2 separate regions of the Zea mays genome follow, and region 2 is linked to region 1. The links are chromatin contacts, called in public Hi-C maps. All regions are on one chromosome and are shown on one strand. Each heading gives the region's core, a stretch centred on a gene start, on an enhancer-like site or on the middle of the called end of the contact. The rest is flanking DNA. Distances are from core to core; before and after follow the strand shown.

Evidence for each region. A called contact is a pair of places that touch in the nucleus more often than the background predicts.
Region 2: a contact with region 1 is called in a Hi-C map of leaf, with 2.6 times the contacts expected there. The contact joins the promoter of LOC100275866 here to the promoter of LOC103651274 in region 1. A contact is called at or near these places in 3 of 25 Hi-C or Micro-C datasets (bundle sheath and leaf).

The regions. Positions count from the first base shown.
Region 1 is chr3:209,799,264-209,806,034 of Zm-B73-REFERENCE-NAM-5.0, forward strand. It overlaps LOC103651274 (transcription factor LATE FLOWERING), which reads left to right and starts at 4,132. Exons shown (of 3, transcript XM_008676899.4): 1 at 4,132-4,400; 2 at 4,518-4,684; 3 at 5,122-6,745. The coding sequence starts at 5,246. The coding sequence ends at 6,514.
Region 2 is chr3:210,349,220-210,355,798 of Zm-B73-REFERENCE-NAM-5.0, forward strand. It overlaps LOC100275866 (F-box/kelch-repeat protein), which reads left to right and starts at 3,788. Exons shown (of 1, transcript NM_001149835.2): 1 at 3,788-5,276. The coding sequence starts at 3,842. The coding sequence ends at 5,092.

The DNA of each region.
Region 1 (6,771 bases), core at 2,882-5,381:
ATACTATTATTATTGTATTCTTTCTTTTGCATACGATCGAGTGTGGCGACATAATTAAAGTGGTTCTACCTGCAGAACACTTTGTCTCTCTTCAACGACGACGTCCAATCAGAACTATACAAGTTCCCACAAAAAAGAACAGGTATTTGATATATCCAAATCCCTGCAGAACAGATAAAAGCGTATGACGAGATGCATGGTACTCCTTCCGTTTCTTTTTATTAGTCGCTGGATAGTGCAAAATTACACTATCCAGCGACTAATAAAAATAAACGGAAGGAGTATATGTTTAACCAGATGAAGACAAATAAAGGCAGTCATGTGCCTCCCAACCTAACAAGACACACAGTGTGCGCCTACATTAGAACTCCATTACAAATGATTAAATGAACACATATGCTTGGAGCAAGTTGAGTTACTTCTTGCCATTAAACAATGTTACTTTCTCAGGACATTCCCCCTAAAAAAAACAAGATATGCAGGTCGGTCTCGATCATGTCAGCAGCGCCCCAGCACGAATTCTTTTACTCTCCCAAGCGTACTTTTCCTTTCATACAGCAGTACTATATATAAACTAGAGTAGAGTAGGTCTGCTGCAGTGCTGCCCGGGTACGAGAGCCTAAGCGCCATGTGCATGAAAATCTATAACCAGCAGCTAGTAGGCTAGCTAGCGCGCTGGTTTGTCGTCCCTTTACTGTGGGCTGCGGGCGACATCGCACACGTAGACACACAGGTAGCTAGCTCAGCTCATCGGTGGTTTCTCATAAAAGAACCTCACTAGTGGCGTCTGGTGGCACGATCGTGATCCAAACGTGTCTCCATTAGGTGGGAAAGAGAGATCAGCAGAACACACCGCGCAAACAGGTGCCGATCGATCTGCGATCGAGACAGAGCCGGTGCTGACCGCTCATCATCATCGTCTATCAGCGCGCGGCTAGCTGCAGCACCGGCCGGCCTAGACGACGACAAAACCTTCTTCTTCGCAAACGCTGCTCCGGCCGGCCGCTCGGCAGTGGTGCACCGTCGTCACATGCGTCATTCAATCGTTTAACAGAGGCCAGAAGTTGAAACCAAGACTATATATGCATCAATCGTTTAAAGAGGTCAGGGAGAGAGAAAGAGACTATAACGTCCCTGGACACGCTAGCACCGGTTCGAGCAAAATAACAGGCACTGAGCATGTCCCAGAGCTCTCCATAAAACGACTCCTCAAAATCAGTTTTAAGGGACATCTAAATAATAAGTGGGGGTAAATTTTAATCCTTTCTCCAACAGATCCCTTAAAGCATCAGTTTGTTTCTGGGGAGCCCAAAAAAACCCCTCATTTGTAGCTACAAATGAGGGAGTTTTAAGGGCTATGAAAAAATTGGTGGCGCTTTAGGGTAACTGTTGGAGACATGTTTTTGTGTTTTCCCCAAAAAAATAGATTTAGGGGAGACTTCTGGGGAGCTTTTGGAGATGCTCTAACAACTCGTCTTTATTACCGGTTCTTGTTTAAAACCGTTATTAAAGCAAGGTCTCTTCTTTAGTACAAGTTCTTCTTTTATATAACCCTTACTATAAGTCTAACTTTAGTACTGATTCTTGTCAATAACTGGTACTAAATTTAAATCTTTATTACCGGTTCTAGCAAAGAACTGATGGTACAAAAGATTGGACTTTTAGTAACGGTTCTAACCAGAAACCGGTACTAAATTGTCATGTTTAGTGTCGCCGTGTCGGTATGTGTAACTGGTTTGGTACTAAAACTGCGGGTCTTTGGTCTTGGATGTAGAGTACCGGTTGAAAATTCGGTACTGTATTCTCGCGCCAACCGGTACATATGGCCCTTTCTACGATAGTGTTGATGTATATTATTGTCCATTGGTTATTAATAAAAATGTTTCCTTGATAAAAAAAACCCAAAAAACATGCGTCATTTAATCATGATAAGGCTGTGGCATGGCACCCCTTGTGTAAACAATTTCTGTAATTACTAATAAAGTCTAGCTATAGCCTTGTAAAAATCGGGTTTCCTATTATTATCATCGATGTGTTCCTGATGTCCCGGCCCATCATCCTATCAAGCACACGCAGGTCTGGCGTGGCCTCCTAGGGCTGGGCAAAATACTCGTGGCTCGTGAGCTCGCTCGACTCGTGGCCAGCTCGGCTCGGCTCGACTCGGCTCGTTTCACTTTTATCACGAGCTGAGCTAGCATCTCAGCTCGGTTCGTTAACGAGCCAGCTCGACACGAGCTCGAGCCAGCTCGTTAGCTCGAATGAGCTAGAATTTATCTGTAAAACAAAGCCTATACTTGTATTGGATGAATTAATAAGTGATGAACTATGTTAGTTTAGGGTTTAAATGATGTGATATATAAAATTATGAGTATTGTTAGTCTTTTCTAGTGTTAAATTAGTATGAAATTAACTAGCAATTGATTATATTGTTGTATATATACATGTATAATATTTTTTGTTCTGGCTCGCGAGCTAAACGAGCCAGCTCGAGCTCGCAAACGAGCCGAGCCGAGCTGGTTCTCTGGCTCGGTTGCTTAACGAGCCGAGCCGAGCCAGCTCGTTTCCTTAACGAGCCAGCTCGAGCTCGGTTCGAGCTCGGTCGAGCCGAGCCGAGCTGGCTCGATATCCACCCCTATGGCCTCCTATCTTATTTGAACCAGCGGTGCGGTGCGGTGCGGGGAACAGACTAATGCAGTATATGTGCAGCATTAAACCATGAAGAATCGCGCTGTTAAGGAAATTCAATTAGCGTCCACTTCATCATCAGCAGCAGCAGCCTGCTGTAGCTCTTCCTTGTCCTCTTGCGGCTCTGCACTCGGATCTGACCAGTACTCTGAAGAAAAAAGTTTTCACGCCGACTGTTGATGCAGTCGTCCATTATTTTCAGTGAAACTGTGTTGCTTTGTTGCTGCCTCTTCTGCCGGGTACGTACACCGGCGCAGAGACGCAGACGTGCAGTGAACATGTCATTAGGCCAGCTCCGATCCGATACGACCTAGCTTAAAACATATTGTTTTATATTTTATTAGAAGAGAGAAAAGCTAGATTTTTTTCAAAATAAGCCTATTCCAATACTTAAAAAAAACTGTTTCAGAGACAGTAACTACACGCTGGGTTGCCTGGGCCGCAGCAAGGGGAGGGGATCATGCATGCTTGCACGTCCAGAATTACGAAGCTACAAACTTCCATCCATGCGATGCATCAGCGCAAGAGGGAGGCAGGGGCACGAGCAGCACCAAATGCAAGCATGCATGTGAAATCGTGAAGCGAGCACAGGATACCTGCTGCTCGCCGTCGCCTCTGCTCGTGGCCTTGTTCCTCTCAGAAAATGGGCAAAAAAAGGAAGAAGGAAAAAAAACTACAGAGGAGCTAGGGCGACCAGAAAGTTACTGCAGCCGTCAATTAATCTTTACGCCCCCTCTTCTGCCCGCTGCGGTGCCAAAGGCGAACAAAGCTGCTCGCAGAGCCCCCCACAGATCGCAGCCAGAGAAAGCTGTGGAAACCTTTTTCCCGTGAAAAATCTCGTGCCCCTTTGTATTCTGTACTCGCGAACTTCGGAGTGCATACACGCTAGCTGCTGATACATACTACTACTCTGTCAAGATCTTTTTTTTTCGTAAAATATAATAGTACTTATCATTGCCGATCTATATAGTTCTTCATTCATGTGACATGGACGATGAGCAGGCTAGCTGTTCTAGTTTAGGCTTTAGAGAAACAAAAGAATTTTGAACATTCTTTGTGTTAACAGAATCTATAGCTAGCTCTGGACACGTGTAGCACGTAACAGTGGCGCGCGTATATATCGCTTAGCAGCTAGCTACTAGCTAGATAGATAGATAGATAGATACAAAAAGGACTAGTATAGATTTTGGGCAAGTATTTATGAGAGCGCGTCAGCTGTAGACGGACGCATGTTCATGTGCCGCCCACTCGGCGTCATCTTCCCCAACTGAACACAGTGCCGCACCATCTTTTTCCCAAAGGAAGATCTATTCTATCTCTTTTTTTATTTTTTTTTATTTTGCAAAAAAAAAAGAAACAGAGAGGCAGTTAATAAGTAGGCAGGGAAATGCCGAAACAGGCATAGCTATGTGCATCTATAAAAGAACCCCGTCCCCATATGCGGATGCGGCCATCAACAGGAGGACCATATCCCACACACGCATATGATCGGTGCGCTGTGTGTGTCGTCTCCACCCCCGCTTCTTCTCCTCTTCCTCCTCCCGCTGTCCGCTCTCGCATAAGCCAACTCGAACCAGCGAAGGCTAGCTAGCGCTTCCGCCAAGCCTGCAGGCCACGCCGGCCGGAACCGATTGCTCTGATTGATTGGTCAATCAGTCATCAGGCCGCAATCGTATAGCTCATCAGCTGAGCGAAGACACTGCTGCTAGCTGCAGGTACTATGCCTACTGCACACGCCTCGATCTGCAGTCTCTGTGGTGGTGGCGTGCTAGCTAGACTAGTAGTATTATTCCAGCATACTAACTCATGCCCAATGTCGTCGTTGGACACAGGGCGGGCGAGAGCTCATCTCCACCGGCCGGCCGTCGGCGGCTCAGCGCTTTGCAGGGGCGGCGCGCGCGCTCCGGCCGACGGCGAAGCGAAGCGAATTAAGCGGCCGAGAGGCGGGTTGTTGTTGTCCCATCGTTAGCCATCAATCATCGTGTGATTGATAGGGAAGGTATGAGCACACAACAGATCCTGCTCCATAATTAGCACACGTACGTGATTTCATGCATCCGAATCCAATCATCCCGTCCGGTCCGCCCGGCCGGCTGGAAGAATTTAACTACTTGAACAGTATAAAAAAAACATTTGCTTATCATAAAATTAAGAAGAGGGCCTCTAGCTCACATTAAGCATATATATGTATTTACTCCAGTCTCATTGTTTGGTGTGGAGGAAGAAAAAAAAGAAGGCATGTATACAGTTGTAGTTATGCGGTTCGACACATCTCCTTCCCCCGCGTCCTTGTCCGTCCATCAATGCCATGGCCGTGTGTGACTGTTTCCTGACGTTCATTCCACAGCCCGATTTGGATTCCCTCTCCGACGTAGATGGATGCCGCTAGTGTTGATTTCCTACGTATGGCCAAGGATTCGTCTAAAGCTCCAAAAGCTTCCTCTTTCGTGCAGCGTACGTGCGTCCTCCCAGAATCCCTGCGCCAGTCGTTTCGGCGGTTCAGCTTCCGTTCCTGCTGGTTCCTTCCTTGTTGCATCGGCGGCGGCGGCGCGCGGCGGCGATGGACGCTACCTTTGGCTGCTGGGCCGGCGCCGGCCACCATGTTGACGAGTACTTGTCGCGCCAGGCTGCTGGATGCGGTCGGCTCGACATGGTGGACGAGGCCTTCCTCGGGGCGTGCTTTGGCCAGCTCCAGTGCGACGGGGCCCTTACTACTGCCGCCGGTGGCGTCGACGCCGGGGCGTGCCAGCTGGTGAGCTCGAATGCGGGTGCCGTCCAAGGCGGCGCCGGTATGGACGGTGACCCGCTCGCGTTCTTGAGCGCGGGGACGGGGGACGTCTTCGACGCGGGCCTTCTCGACGCGGCGCTCGCGTTCACCAGGGAGCTCGGCGTCGGCGTCGTCGGCGACGGCGGGGCCGCGTCGAACGGCGCCTTGCTCTCCAGCTACGATAGCGGCACCACCGGCGGCAACATATCCTCAGGGGAGTCAAACAACTACAGCGGCGGCGGCGGCGGCCATGACGCCGAGGTGGTGTCACCGACCACGGCGCCGCCGCCGCCGTTGACGTTTACCCACCACGCGTCGTCCAACTCCCAGGCCCAGCAGGCGGCGCACCACGCCAAAAGGAAGGTGACCGATGAGTACCCGGCGACAACGACAACGACAACCGCAGCACCGCCACCGGCGTTCCCGCTGCCCGGCGGCGGCGGCGGCGCGAAGCGGCGTGCAGCGACGAGCATCAGCTTCGGCGGCGGCCACGTCCCCAGCTGCGGCGCGGCCGCGGCCGGGTACGAGCCGGACATGGAGGCGATGGCGCAGGTGAAGGAGATGATCTACCGCGCGGCGGCCATGCGGCCCGTGAACCTCGGGCCCGAGGCCGTCGGCGCGGCGGGGGCGGGCGCGGAGAGGCCCCGGCGGAAGAACGTGCGCATCTCGAGCGACCCGCAGACGGTGGCGGCGCGGCTGCGGCGCGAGCGCGTGAGCGAGCGCCTGCGCGTGCTGCAGAAGCTGGTCCCGGGGGGCAGCAAGATGGACACGGCGTCCATGCTCGACGAGGCGGCCAGCTACCTCAAGTTCCTCAAGTCCCAGGTCCAGGCGCTGGAAACCCTAGGCACGACGACGGCGACCAACGCCAACAGCAGCGCGAGCGCCACCACCAGCAGGAGCAGCGCGGCGAGCAGGTCGCCGCAGTACAACTATTACGGCGGCGGCGGCAATAATAATAATCCTGCCGGCTTTCTTGGATTCAGTAACGTTATTTCTCCGGCTGGGTATGTAAATCCGGGTGGATCGTCGTCGAATACTGGCAGCAACAAACTGCTGTTTTAGTGACTGTTCTTGTGTGATTGTTGTTTGTCGTCCGGAGCGGACGATGCACATACACATGCATGCATGCATGTTGCTGTTTCACATACGGCCGGCGTACGTAGCGATGATGATGTGATCGTCTACCATGTGAGTACCGAGTGTACTTACTACATAGTAGTAGTACTCTATAGCACGGTGTTTAAGGTTGTAGCTACGCATATGTATGTGCAAATTAAGTTGGGATTCGGCGCACTACTGTTGATCAAGTGATCGAGATG
Region 2 (6,579 bases), core at 2,538-5,037, 550 kb after region 1:
GCGGGCCTACCGTTTCTCTCTGCCTAGGTCTTCTTCAAACATCTATTGCGCACCCAAAAGATCTGATTGTCCTCGTCGTCGTAGTACCTATACCACCTATCCATCACAAACTTCTTGTTGTTTATCTAACGCGATCGATCGTGTTTCCATCAATTAATAATTGTGACTTTCTGAGCCACATGTGTGATATATAGAGAGAGTGGTTATTTGGAGCTCAGGATTTCAAATAGTTATAGGAAGCTCTGGTCCTCACTCTCCCTAGGACCCACGGTCGTACGACCCTACCATTTCGTATCCCACGTTCAGATCACGTGGGCAGTTATATACAAGATACAAAGTTTTAAGTGTAAAATATTATCAGACATAACATAAAATCCTGTTTACGTCACCTCGCATGCATGGTCCTGTTTTTATGGAAGATACAATCATCACCCATCAGATGTACATGTTGTTTTCGATTTTTATGGCAGGTGCGGTTTCAGATCCAAAAATTATGGTAGATCTAAAAATTATGACAGATCCAAAAATTATTTTGCATGCAAAAAATTTGCACGCAGGATACTGTGTGAGCGCAACCCAGATTTAAGCGTAAAAATTCTCACGTTTGAGTGTAAATAATGTCATATATAGTGTATATGTTGACTCACTCCCAACAACCCTCGCATCCATGCAGCCACCATAAATCAAGAGATTTGATTAAGAGAGTTGATTATGGGATTTAGTTAGTTGAGTTGATCAGAGAATTTATTTTTATGGTAGTCACGGACACCATAAATCAAGTGACTTCTTTTTTCACCGTGCTCACGAAAAATATGCATGTGGTACACCAGTGGAGGCACTCCAGTTCGAGCGTAAAATGCTTTAGTATTTAGCGTAAAACTCCTCGATTTTGGCCAAAATACCGAACCAACGTGAGAGACGTTGACAACTCTGATACGTTGTATTTATGATCGTAAAAGTCCTACAGTTTAAGTATAAAATAGTGTTATCTACAGCGTAAACGTTGATTCAATCCCAACATGTCCATGCAGCCACCATAAATAAAGGATTTGATTAGAGGAGTTGATTATGGGATTTGATTTTTATGGTAGTTACATATACCATAAATTAAAAGGTTTCCTTTTTCACTGTGCACGCGAAAAATATGCATACGAGATATTGGTGGCGCACCCCAGATTTACGTAAAATCCTTTAATTTTTAGCGTAAATATCCTCAGTTTTGATCGTAAAAATAGAGCCAAAGTCAGAGATGCTGATAACTCAGATGTGTTGTATTTATGATCATAAAAATTATTAAGTTTGCGCGTAAAATAATGGCAGATATAGCGTAAATGTTATTCTCGTAGAAATATCAAAGCCACGAGAGAGACGATATATTAATCATCATAAAATCCTCAAATGGAATGAATAAAAATTGCAGTGGCCAGCATAAAAATATCATGGAATGCATAACACATGGATCAGATGAGGTCGTCGGAGGAGGATGCCCCAAAGCCGCCGGATTGAAGGAGGTCCTCGTCGGACGATCCACGCTGTCGCAGCAGCGTCCGGCTCGTAGGAGCTCAAAGAATAGTTGGAGGTAGGAGGGCCTCGTCGTTACACGCACATCAAGGGGGTGTCACTGCGCGTGCACACCTCTAGTTGTTGCTGCCCGTGCTCCTTTTATATTCACCTTTTTATTATAGGCCTCAGTAACTATGACATTGTCCCTCTTGATCTCCCTCATAGCCATCGTCACTAGGAGTTCGACGATGCAGTTCATTATCTCTAATATTATTCATACTATACTACTATATAAATTATCAATCAAAACCTAGATCCTAAGCGATGAACGTTTTTAAGGCTATGTTTGGGACCCATAGAGCTCATAATTAGTCATCTAAGAGCAACTCTAAGGTAGCGTTTGGTTCTCGAGTATGGTGGAATGGAGCCGCTCTGTTCTCATTTTGTTGTTGTTTAGATTGGTTTCATATAGGATGGAGTGGTTTTAAAAATGAAAAATTATGCTCAAACGTTGAACCATTTGGCTCCTTATAATCTCTCGGACGGACCCGTTCCTCTAGGGACAAAGCCGTTCTATCCAAGTGGCTCCGGAACCAAATACTACCTAAAAGAACACTACAAATTTATTCCCCAAAATGCTTTATTAGGGTTGTTGTTAAAAAACTTAAAAAGAAATATTTTTTGAAAAACCTAGCGTGGCCTACAACGAACACTAATTGGGGCGGTTCCTCGCGTCCGTGAGCTGGTGCATTAGGCGAGAAGCCAATAACTGCACGCGTGCTGAGGCGATTAGGGTGGGATTGGCGAGTGGCGACGCTCAAATTTGCGAGACGGCAGCTAGCGGATACGGGGCAGGGATAATATGGGGGAGAAGAAGAAGGAGCTGTCGGAGAGCTTAAAATGTGATTTTTTTTTTCTCTCGCTAAAAACAGTTTTGTGATTGGTTTAGGGACTTCTTGAGATGCTTTAATAAATTATTAGTTAAGTTGAGTCAACTAATAAATTAATTGTTAGCTATGAAGTAGCTAATAATTAATTACGGTATTAGCTGACGATGTTTAAAACCTAACAACTAATTTTTATTGGCTAACTATTAGTTTTATAATTTCCGGTCTAAGAGCATCTCTAAGAGAGCCCAAAAACCCATCCTGATCCTTATTTTAGGATAAAAAGAAAAAAAATGATCCCAACAGTACCCTTTCAAGCATCCCTAAACCACCGCAGGCGAATAAATCCATGTATATGGCGCAAAACTTCGCCGTCGCCCGAGCTCCCTATAGAGCCTCGTACGTTGTTCCTGCGTCTGTTTCAGCATTTGGCGCCAGCCTGTGTCGAAGCCACAAGCGAGTTCGCGTGTTCACCAAGTCAACAAGCCATCGTCAGCATTGGTTTCTGTCCGCGGCCGCCACTCCGAAATCCACCGTTGATCTTTACGACAGGATTCTTGTGCATGCACGACGACGTCCGCACAACGTTTGGGGGCAGCATAGAGAGGTTTGAGATGGCAGCTACATACATCATTTGTGAGCCTTTATGGATTTAAATTTTGAGAAAATCTTGGGATCTTTTGGAGACGGTACCCATAGAATGAAATTAAGAGATATTGGGAGATCCTTATTCTCTTGTACGGGGAGATTAATTTTTGGGTTCTGTTGGAGATGCTCTAGAGCTCGCTGCGGACGAACGATCCAAGGGTCTGTTTGGTTAAGCTTTTTTCTGACCAGCTTTTCTGAAAATCTGGTTGTGGGGAGAATCTAAGTATCATTACGATTACGTGTGGAGTAAGATAAAATTATTCATAGGGTCCAGGATTTAGAAATTGATGAATTTCTACTATTACAACGACTCAACCGATTATGTGTTTATGTTGATTTTGGATAATTTTTGCCTCAACGAATTTTATAGAAGTTAGCTGAAAAGTTGAACGTTTAGCAGTCCGCAGAGCTAGCAGAAGCCGAAACAAACCGTGCCGAAGGCTCCGCTCCATTTGAGAATTCTATATACGTAGTAAAACGATAAGCCTTACGTCGCTTTTGTTCGAACGGACTAGCGATGTCTGCTTATTTGGCCCCTCGCACATCTCGACAGCTTTGCCCCTGCCGCCATGCCCTGCCCACCCTATCTCTGTACTACACTATCACCATTTCCATTTCATTGACCCCGGCGGCACGCGGCACCGGCACCGCTCGTGGTTTTCCAAAGCTGGCGCCCCCGCCGGCCCACTCCCACCCCCACGGCCCCACTCCGCTCTATTTATCCTTGGCCATCAGATCAGATCATCACAGCAACACAGCCCACTTGTGAGCTGTCTCCTAGCGAATCCTTGCGGGGGAAAGGAATGGGCGTCAGCGCTCGAGCTCACCATCCGAAGCACCGGTGCCACCAGGAGACGTGCGTGCCCGACGGCGCGTCGCTCGCGGCGATGTACCTCTACGGCGACGTGCTCGAGTCCGTGGTGGAGCGGGTGCCGGTGGCCGACCTCGCCGCCGCGGCGCGGGTCTCGCGGGAGTGGCTCCGCGCGGTGCGCGCCGCGCTGCGCCGCCGCCCGCTGCGGCTGCCCTGGCTCGTCGTGCACCTCCAGGGCCGCGGGGGCCTCCGGTGCGCCGCGGCGTACGACCCGTGCTCGGGCGCCTGGCTCGCCGTGCCGGCGCCGCGCCACGCCACGCCGTCGCACGTCCGCCTCCTGCGCGGCGCGCGCGGGGACCGCGTCTGCGCGCTCTCGCTCTCGGGGCTCGCCGTCGCGGCCGATCCGCTCGGCACGGCCGGATGCGTCGCGTTGGATGCCCCCGGCGTGTGGCGCATCGACCCGGTGTTGGCCGCGGTGGGCGACCGCGTCGTCGCGCTCGGCGGCGCGTGCCGGCTGGCGCTGGCCGAGGGCGGCAACGCCGCCGCGGTCGAGGTCCACGAGGATGGCGGGTGGACCGCCTGCGATCCGATGCCGGACGCGCTCAGGGACTCAGCCGCCGCGACGTGGCTCTCCACGGCCGCCACGGACCAGCGGGTGTACCTCGTGGAGAGGACCACCGGGTGGGCGAGCTGGTTCGACCCGGCGAACCGGCGGTGGGGCCCCACCCGTCGTCTCGGCCCCGACGCCGCCGTTACCACGTGGGGCGTCGCGCCCGGCCGCGCCGGCGCCGAGGACCGCCTCCTTCTGTTCGGGGCTAAGCGGGCAGACAAGGAGGCAGAGTGCACGGTCGTCGTCCAGGCATGGGAGGTGGACGGCGACACTCTGGAACAGAGCCCCTCCGCATCCAGCGATGCGATGCCGCCGGAGCTGTCCGAGAGGCTGTTTCGTCGTGACGACACTGATGACGACGACGACGAAGAGGAACTGGACGACATGACGTTGTCGATCGGGGTGTGCGGCAACGCCGCGGGCGGGTACGTGTACAATGCGGCCGAGCCGGCGAACGGCGCGGTGCTCTACGAGCTGTGGGAGGAGGGGAACGCCATCGCCGTGGCCCGGTGGGACTGGGTGCCCTGCGCACCAGCTGTGCAGGCCCAGCCGCTGGGCCGTGCCATCCTGGGCTGCTCGCCGGTGGGGCTGGATGAGCTGGCGTTGGCCGTTGCTGCAAGGGGCCCACGCTGAACTCACGGCGGCGACACACCAAATCAAGTGGAGCAACCGCTGTTTGCCACTTGCAAGTCAAGTCGTGAAAGACAAAAAGATATTCTTGTATGGTGTGCCACTCTTGCTGTTTGGTTAGCTTTAATCCGAAACGTTTCTATTCCAGTAGCATTTTATCTTTATAAATTACAGCTTCAGCGGTCGCAACAGCTAGATTTTGTAAATCATCATTTGATAGCGAGGACCGCTCTTTCCTCAAAGTTGCATCGTTTGCGTGTACAAATGTCAATGGGTGGGTCTCCCCGCAAGGAATTTTTGACGAGTATGGAGGCACAGCCCCACAGAGAGCTTAACGAAGATGAATCTTCCCCTGTCGGGTCTGTTGGGTCCGCGGACGGGGGAGCACTCTCCATACCCGCTCCATAGAACCCTGTTTGGATCACATAATGACATGAATCTGCCCATCCATCTTTCATAACCTTATCCATTCAGCCATAGACAACTATCTCTTTCCCGCCTCACTATCCTTCAAGCACCGCCGGTCCGTGGCCCGCCGCCCACCCGTCCCTATCTCGCAAATGCCGCCTCTCCCGCTCCGAAATTTTTCGTTCGTTTTTTAAGTTCGGTTTTTAAATAATGATTATTGAAAACTATGTTACCACGGATCACCAGATCCACTCTTTTTCCTTCCGTCATCAGATTAGGTGTTGAGAAGTTGTAGATCTCGTTTCCCTTTATAGGAGCACGACAGATTAAACACATTAGACACGATGTAGGGTTGGGTCTCTGGCCTCTTTATGTTTTCTATATTATGGGAGGGATACAAGATTCTTTATATAAAGACGTAAGACCCCTCAAGGGCAAAGTCGGTATTTGCCCACATAACTCTAACTAGGGTTACATAACACTCTCCCTTGAGCAAATAGCGCGACCAACACATGCCTCGTTAAAACTCTCAGAAACCTAGTGGAAAAATATGGAGAAAGAGTACATGGTGACGCAAAATGCATTTGCACTTTGTTGCCTCATTAGAAACCTTATGTGAGAAAACTTCAGGGAAACTCACCAAGGATAAAAAGAGTACAACAACTGTCATGAGGACAAATTTCAATCTTCTGGATCTGGACTGCATCGAATCTTCTACAAGGGCTAACTTTAGAAATGTGTTCCCCTGATCTTTGCAAAAATGTCTCAATATGACAAAACATATCCTTCTGGAAGCATATGCATATAGAGATTTAGCAAACGAATTGCATATTGTTGCAAGGATTATATCAGGAACCTCACCTTAACTCACTTCTAGGATACACGAGGTAAATTCACGTATCAATATAAATAAGCCACTTTGACGTGTGGTGTTCGATCGACTGGATCTACATATTTGATAGAAACTTCCATAAAGTTCACGTATTGATCATCAAGTTGACGCATTCGGAGCATAGAATATGACATTCATTGTCTCACAATTGTGATCAATATAAACATTCACTCCCTTGATGATGACATCT